2 separate regions of the Sus scrofa genome follow, and region 1 is linked to region 2. A link is a contact called in public HiChIP or PLAC-seq data. All regions are on one chromosome and are shown on one strand. Each heading gives the region's core, a stretch centred on a gene start, on an enhancer-like site or on the middle of the called end of the contact. The rest is flanking DNA. Distances are from core to core; before and after follow the strand shown.

Region 1 (3,503 bases), core at 102-2,601, 140 kb before region 2:
TCTCTTAATCTTCATACTAGCTTTATAAGTGATTAAATTGCCACCTTTACCAGTGAGATTTGTACATTCGTATGTTTTCTTGTTCTTAATTAGTACCCTTTCTTTTCAGTTTAAAGAAGTTCCTTTAACATTTCTTGTAAGCTTGTTTAGTGGAGATGAACTCCTCTAACTTTTTCTGGAAACTCTTACGTCTCCTTCAATTCTGAATGATAACTTTGCTGGGTAGAGTGTTCTTGGAAGTTTTTTCTTGTAGCATTTAGAATATATCATGCCACTCTCGTCTGTCCTACAAAGGTTCTGCTTAAAAATGTGCTGATAGGAGTTCCCATTGTGGCACAGCAGAAATGAATCCAGCTCGTAACCATGAGGTTGTGGGTTCGATCCTTGGCCTCACTCAGTGGGTTAAGGATCCAGCATTGCTGTGAGCTGTGGTGTAGGTCGAAGACGTGGCTTCGATCCTGCAGTGCTGTGGCTGTGGTGTAGGCCAGCAGCTGTAGCTCCGATTTGACTCCTAGCCTGGGAACCTCCATATGCTCCCTAAAAAGCAAAAAAAAAAAAAAAAAAATCTGCTGATTGTCTCATGGTGTGGGGGGGAATCCCTTGTATGAACGAGTCGTTTTCTCTTCCTGTGCTTTTAAGATTCTCTCTTTGTCTTTAACTTATTTAAAAAATTGAATTATAGTTGATAACTGATTTAAAAAATTACAGTATTGTGTTAAATTCAGGTATGGAGCAGTGATTCACTATGCAGATTATACTCCATTATAGGTTGTTAAAAGATAATGAGTATAATTCTCTGTACTATCTAGTATATCTTGGTTGCTTATCTATTTTAAATATAGTAGTTTGCATCTTTTAATCCCATACCCCTAATTTGTCCATTTCCTCTTTCCTTTCCCCTTTGAAAACAAGTTTGTTTTCTATATCTGTGAGTCTGTTTCCGTTTTGCATATACATTCATCCGTATTATTTTTCAGATGCCACAAATAAGTGATATCATACAGTGTTTGTCTTTCTCTGACTTATTTTACTAAGCATAATGCTCTCCAGGTCCATCCATGTTGTTGAAAATGACAGAATTTTGCTCTTTTTTTTTTATGGCTAGTACCTCTGTGTGTGTGGGTGCACGTGCGCGCACATATGGACACACCACATCATCTTAATCCATTCGTCTTTTAGGCACTCAGGTTGCTTCCATGTCTTAGCTATTGTAAATAGTGCTGTTATGAACACTGGGATGCATGTATCTTTTCAAATGAGTTGTTTTCATTTTTTCCAGATGCATACCCAGGAGTGGAATTGCTGAATCATATGGTAGTTCTGTTTTTAGTTTTTTAAGGAACCACCATACATTTCCACAATGTCTGCACCAGTTTACGTACCACCAACAGTGAATGAAGGTTCCCTTTTCTCCACAGCCTCTTCAATGTTTACCGTTGGTAGACTTTGTCGATAGCCATTCTGACAGGTGTGAAGGGATACCTCATTGTGGCTTTGATTTTTTTGTCTTTTTTTTTTTTTTTTTTTTTTTTTTTTTGCTATTTCTTGGGCCGCTCCCTCGGCATATGGAGGTTCCCAGGCTAGGAGTTGAATCGGAGCTGTAGCCACCGGCTTAGGCCAGAGCCACAGCAATGCTGGATCCGAGCCGCGTCTGCAACCTACACCACAGCTCATGGCAACGCCGGATCGTTAACCCACTGAGCAAGGGCAGGGACTGAACCCGCAACCTCATGGTTCCTAGTCGGATTCGTTAACCACTGCACCATGACGGGAACTCCTGTGGCTTTGATTTTTATTGCTCTAATAATTAGCAGTGTTGAGCATCTTTTCATGTGCCTATGGCCTATTAGCCATTTGTATGTCTACTTTGGAGAAGCATCTATTCAGGTTCTTCTGACCATTTTGGATTGGTACGTAGTTGTTTGAGCTGTTTGGATATTTTGGCTATTAACCCCTTGTCAGTCAGATCATTTGTAAATATTTTCTCCTATTTCTTAGATTGACTTCTTGTTTTGTTGATGGTCTCCTTGCTGTGCAAAAGCTTTTAAGTTTAGGGTGCCTTAATTTATTTTTATTTTTTTTTTACAGAATAAAATACATACATTTACACACAATTACATTCACACAGATTATTATAACATGGATCTTAAGAAACAGATTAAGTGACTCCCACTGGAGAAGTGGAATGGAAAATATGCTGAGACAAATAGGAAATTTATTCTATACTTTATCCCAATTTTATGGCTTTTGTCTTTACTACTTAGTTTTATCTATTACATTTCAGTTTTTCTTTAAAAATTAGCATTATATTAAATTGTTATATTATGCAACTAAAGTTTATAAAGAAGAAAGCCTTATGTACCATTAAATATTTTATATAACATAGTAAAAAGAATAACTTAACTGGTAAGCATAACAAAAATAATACACCCCCTGAAAATAAGTAAAATATAAAATGCATAAGTTGGTTAAAAAACAATGTAATTATATAAATATGTCCTCACAATTTGTTCCATCTCATTGTTTCTTCAATAAAGGCATTACACCATTCTAGGTGATATGATAAACAAGACATTATGGACTTTACATTGTACCATGGAGAGAAATGGTTATTAATAATACAGTTGTGGAACTGTATTATTTAATTGTACAGTGGCATTATTTAATTATAATTATCATAAATTCTTCGATGGAGAGGAAATCAGAATCAGATCTAAGAAGACTTCAGCATTCCGAGAATGATGTCACATGACCCCCTTCATGGTGGATTATGCACTTATTTACTATGAGATATATTTCTTCTCCAGAGATTCCTTGTTTGTGTATCAATTGTAGATTTTTGGTTTGCAGTTATTCTGAAGTTTTGATGTAAGAGTCTATATGTATATGAGATTGTTTTAAGTTGTTGTTCTCTTAATTGCAAGTTCATCTCTGGTGTACTGCATTTGTACCCACCTCTTCTCATGATTTCTGATTTTGGTGGTATAATTGTGCATGGATGATTTCATATCTTTACTGTATATATGCCTTTACTGGTGAGCCTTGTCATTTGTGGAATTTTTGTTTCCTGTTGCTGATCTTTTCTTTCCTGCCTAGAGAAGTTCCTTTAGTATTTGTTGTAAGGCTGGTTTAGTGTTGCTGAATTCTCTCAGCTTTTGCTTATCTGAGGAAGTTTTGATTTCTCCTTCAAATCTGAATGAGAGCCTTGCTGGGTAGAGTATTCTTGGTTGGAGGTTTTTTCCTTTCATCACGATAAGTATATCATGCCACTCCCTTCTGGCCTGCAGAGTTTCTGCTGAAAAATCTGCTGATAACCTCATCAGGGTTCCCTTGTATGTTACTTGTATTTTTTCCCTAGCTGCTTTCAAGATTTTCTCTTTGTCTTTAATTTTGGTAAGTTTGATTATTATGTGTCTCGGTGTGTTCCTCCTTGGGTTTATTTTATATGGTACTCGTTATGCTTCCTGGATTTGAGTGAGTGGTTCCTTTCCCATGTTAGGGAA
Region 2 (4,009 bases), core at 235-2,734:
CTGGGAGGTGCTTTACGCCATCTCCCCCCGAGCCCCTGGGGCTTCAGAGTGAGGACAGACCCTGCCACCAGAGTGGCAAACTGCACCGCAATCAGAAAATCTGGAGTCGCTCTGGTCCCTCCCATTTCAGGACAGGCATCAGCTACCACCCTGGAAGCACCTGAGTGGGTTCTCGCGGGAGGCTAATGAGTGCCGCAGGCCGTGTTCATGGTTTGCTGATGCTGCTGGAGCTGTGGATGCCAGCAGATGCCCCCAGGCCCTCCGAAGGCAAGGGAGCCGGCTCACCCTGCCCCTGCCTCTACTTGAAAGTTGGCTGTCAGCATGGCGGCGCCATGTGACATAGCTGCCGTAACTGGGTCAGAGTGGCAGGGAGAGCCCTGCCTGGGCGAGAGGTGCAGCTGTTGCTACCTAAGGGCCCCCAGGTGCACAGAACTGGATGCCAAAGCCAGTTTCCCGAGCTTGGCCGAGGGGCCCTGGGGGGTGAGCCCTGTTCCTTCTGTGAGGGAGTGGTGCCGCCTGGAGGGCCATCCTTCCCTCAGCGCAGGCCCGGGCTTCAGCCCTGTGCCTTGGGACACCTCAGCTCTCCAGGCGCAGGGGTCCCTGCCAGTCACACCTGCTGCACCCCGCGGACCCTCCCCGAGTCTGAGTCTGGGTGGTGGTGTCCTCAACTCCGGCTGTACAGGGGGCTCGACAGTGAGGCTTTCTAAACGTTCGTTGGCTGGGTCAGGGATAGGGTGGGTGGGCCTGCCGGAGGCTGTGGCATCTCTACATTCTGACGGTGTCATGTGAATTTCCGACGTGTAGCTGAAGACCGGTTTGGGGGTGTTGGTACGTGAACCTGCACTGGTGGTCACGACCACGTGCCCAGGTCTCTTGAGATTCACGGGTTTGGAGCCAGGGAGCCAACCCTGCGCATTTGGACTGACAGGGGCCTTACAGGGAACAGAGATGGCTTTTTTATGACAGTGACAATGCGAGGTGTGAGAAGAAGGAAGAGGCGCCTTGCCTGGTTCTCTCTGCAGCTGGGACCTCCTCACTGTGGCTCTAGTTTTGTCTTTAGGGCCCAGGGAGGGTCTTAGCAGAGGTAGAGACCCCCTGGGCTGATGAAACTTTGGGTTTCTTCCTTGCATGGGCCTTCCGAAACCTGTTCTTAATTTTATATTTGGGCTGTACTTTCATTTCTTTTTCTTTTTTCTTTTTCGGATGCCCCGTGGCATACAAAGTTCCTGGGCCAGGGATCAGATCTGAGGCAGAGCTGTGACCTAAGCTGCAAGTGCAGCAATGCCAGATCCTTAACCCACTGTGCCAAGCTGGGGATTGAACCTGCATCCCAGGGCTCCTGAGATGCTGCCAATCCCATTGTACCACATAGGGAACTCCTGTATGTTGATTTTTTTAAAAGGGCTCCCTGGGTCACACAAGGATCAGGGTGGCTGGCCCTTGTCTGAACCCTCTGTCTCATAGGACATGTCACAACAGGGAAGTGAAATCTGTTCACAGTTCTTGTAATTTTTCCGGTGTGCTGAGTGCCTCCCCCGTCCCTCTCTCTGTCCAGTCTCTGGTTCAGTTATGCCTTGGACCTTTTTTTTTTTGGCCACACCTGCAGCATGTGGAAGTTCCCAGGTCAGGGATTGAACCCTCTCCATAGCAGTAGTGGCCCGAGCCACTACAGTGACAATGCCGGATCCTTAACCAAGTGAGCTACACAGGAACTCCCGGAAATTCCTGATACATCGTGTTCCAACTGAATACCTACTGCCTACTTGCCCCTGTCACCGGGGTGTCATCTGCCTAAAACCCGGCATGTCCTAGTCTGGATTTATCTTCCCTTTTTTTAGATCCCAGGCTTTAGTCGGTCAAGAAGCCCAGGAGTCATTCTAGAATCCACCCCTCACCACCACACACACACACACTGCCACCCTCCCGCCCCTGCCATGCGTCAACCACACCTGCCTTCTAACCAGCTCACCTCCAATCCCCTCCTCCATCCCGGTCACTGACAGCCACCCCAAGCCCCCACCAGCTCCAGCCTATGTTAGTGTAGCAATGTCCCGATTTGTAAGGCTTGTCCTGTATCACCCCACTCACTCCTCCTCCTGCAGCTGCCAGAACCATGCTTCTTTGACTATAAAAGTCTGACATGGCTCCTCCTCTGCTCTGGTGGCTCCCACTGCCTCAAGGATGAAATCCTCTTAGCAAGCTCTCAGGACTGGGGAGCTGGGGCCCCATCTCCCTCTGCAGCTCCTCTCCCGCCGCGTTCCAGCCCCAGGGTGCTGTGTGCAACGCCACCACACCGTGCTGCTCTCCTTCACGGCGCTCTCTGCCCGCCCGAGTGCCCCCCCATCTATCCATCTGCAAAACCCCACGCAGCTCCTCCTTTGCTGCCTGTGAAAACCGTTCTCCTTAAGCCTGGCTGATGACTAATTCCCCACGACCCCTCACACAGACCTCGCTTATCTGTAAGACGCAACCACCATACATCCCTCCCCGATCGCCTGGCGGGTCCCAGGGACCTGATGTGTGTGTCGTATCTATCTCCTCTCTCTTCGGTCTGCTTGGCACGTTGCGGGTATGCAATAAGCATTTTGGAATGAACGAATCCATGAATGAACAGTGACTGGGACTGGTTTGCTTATCCCTCAGTTAGTCATAGACTTGAGAATCTCAGTTACTTCCTGCGAGGCCACAGAAGCAGGCGTGATTTTAAATGAAGCACGCGTTATTTTAAGTAACCCAGTGTGAACAGAGTCGGTATCCTGAATAAATGTGGTGACCTTATAACATTTTTCATCCACTGACCTGTGTAAATTCCAGAAATGAGAGTAAATTCTCGTATTCAAAGGCTGATTATTCACACAATTGGCTTTCTTATTTGGCTTCCTTACTTTTCCTTATTCTGAAGCCTGTTTTAGAGTCGGACAAGAAGAGCTACAATTTCTTGAGAACTTGCGATGTGTCACACCCCGCGTTTTACATACATCACATGTATTAAGTGCTACCTCATTATCTCTAAAGATCTTCATTAGCACCTCAATTAGAGAAAGAGAGTGAGCTTAAACATATTAATAAATTCAACTGAACACACACGAAGAGCTGTTAGTATGTTTTTCAAAAACACACAGAGGGAGAGAAGAATTCTCTGGATTTTTTGGGGGGGTCTTGGATTTTTTGGGGGGTTTTGGCCACATCTGGGGCATGCAGAAGTTCCCCCGCCAGGGATCAAACCCACCCCACAGCAGTAACCAGAGCCACAGCAGTGAGAACGCTGGCTCCTTAACCCACTGCACCACAAAAGAATGCCTCAACCATGGTTTTTTTGTTTGTTTGTTTTTGTCTTTTTAGGGCCTCACCCAAAGCATATGGAAGTTCCCAGGCTACATAGTGAACTGGAGCTGCAGCTGCCGGCTTACACCATAGCCGCAGGTACACAGGAGGCGAGCCATGTCTGCAGCCGACACCATAGCTCTTGGCAACACTAGATCCCCATCCCACTGAGAGAGGCCAGGGATTGAACCTGAGTCCTCATGGATACTACTTGAGTTCATTACCACTGAGCCCCAACAGGAACTCCTCTACCATGGGATTTTTTGTCTTCGTCTTATTTTTTCAGGGCCGCACCTGCAGCATGCGGAGGTTCCCAGGCTAGGGGTCAAATTGGAGCTACAGCTACTGGCCTACACCACAGTCCAGCAACACAGGATCCGAGCCGTGTCTGCAACCTACACCATAGCGCATAGCAACACCGGATCCTTAACCCACTAAGGAAGGCCAGGGATCGAACTTGCGTCCTCATGGATGCTAGCCAGATTCGTTTCCCCTGAGCCACAATGCGAACTCCTACTGTGGGGCTTTCATGAACTCCGCAGTAGATCCCAAATGGCCAAGCTGGGCGATCATATGGTGTGGATACAATGCGACTGGGACTGCATTTAAGGATCTAGGCGTATCCAGCCAGAGAGGCTGGAGGAGGAGAACAACTGATATAAAAAAGAAAGAAGCAGCAAAGAGA

The links. HiChIP or PLAC-seq counts read pairs in DNA pulled down with a chosen protein or histone mark.
Region 1: a contact with region 2 is called in an H3K27ac HiChIP or PLAC-seq map of alveolar macrophages. The contact joins two enhancer-like sites. A contact is called at or near these places in 1 of 47 Hi-C or Micro-C datasets (epiblast stem cells) and 1 of 2 datasets of contacts at active chromatin or transcription factors (alveolar macrophages).

The regions. Positions count from the first base shown.
Region 1 is chr10:48,095,254-48,098,756 of Sscrofa11.1, reverse strand. All of the region lies in intron 4 of PRPF18 (PRP18 pre-mRNA processing factor 18 homolog (S. cerevisiae)), which reads left to right. Among named protein-coding and RNA genes, the nearest start is that of PRPF18, 25 kb to the left of the region's middle. Within about 2 kb of position 1,351, at least 1 of the 83 cell types and tissues checked has an H3K27ac peak or open chromatin away from gene starts, as enhancers often do. A contact at or near this core is called in alveolar macrophages, where this site is marked.
Region 2 is chr10:47,951,281-47,955,289 of Sscrofa11.1, reverse strand. The region is part of intron 12 of FRMD4A (FERM domain-containing protein 4A); the gene reads right to left. Among named protein-coding and RNA genes, the nearest start is that of PRPF18, 170 kb to the left of the region's middle. Within about 2 kb of position 1,484, at least 11 of the 83 cell types and tissues checked have an H3K27ac peak or open chromatin away from gene starts, as enhancers often do. A contact at or near this core is called in alveolar macrophages, where this site is marked.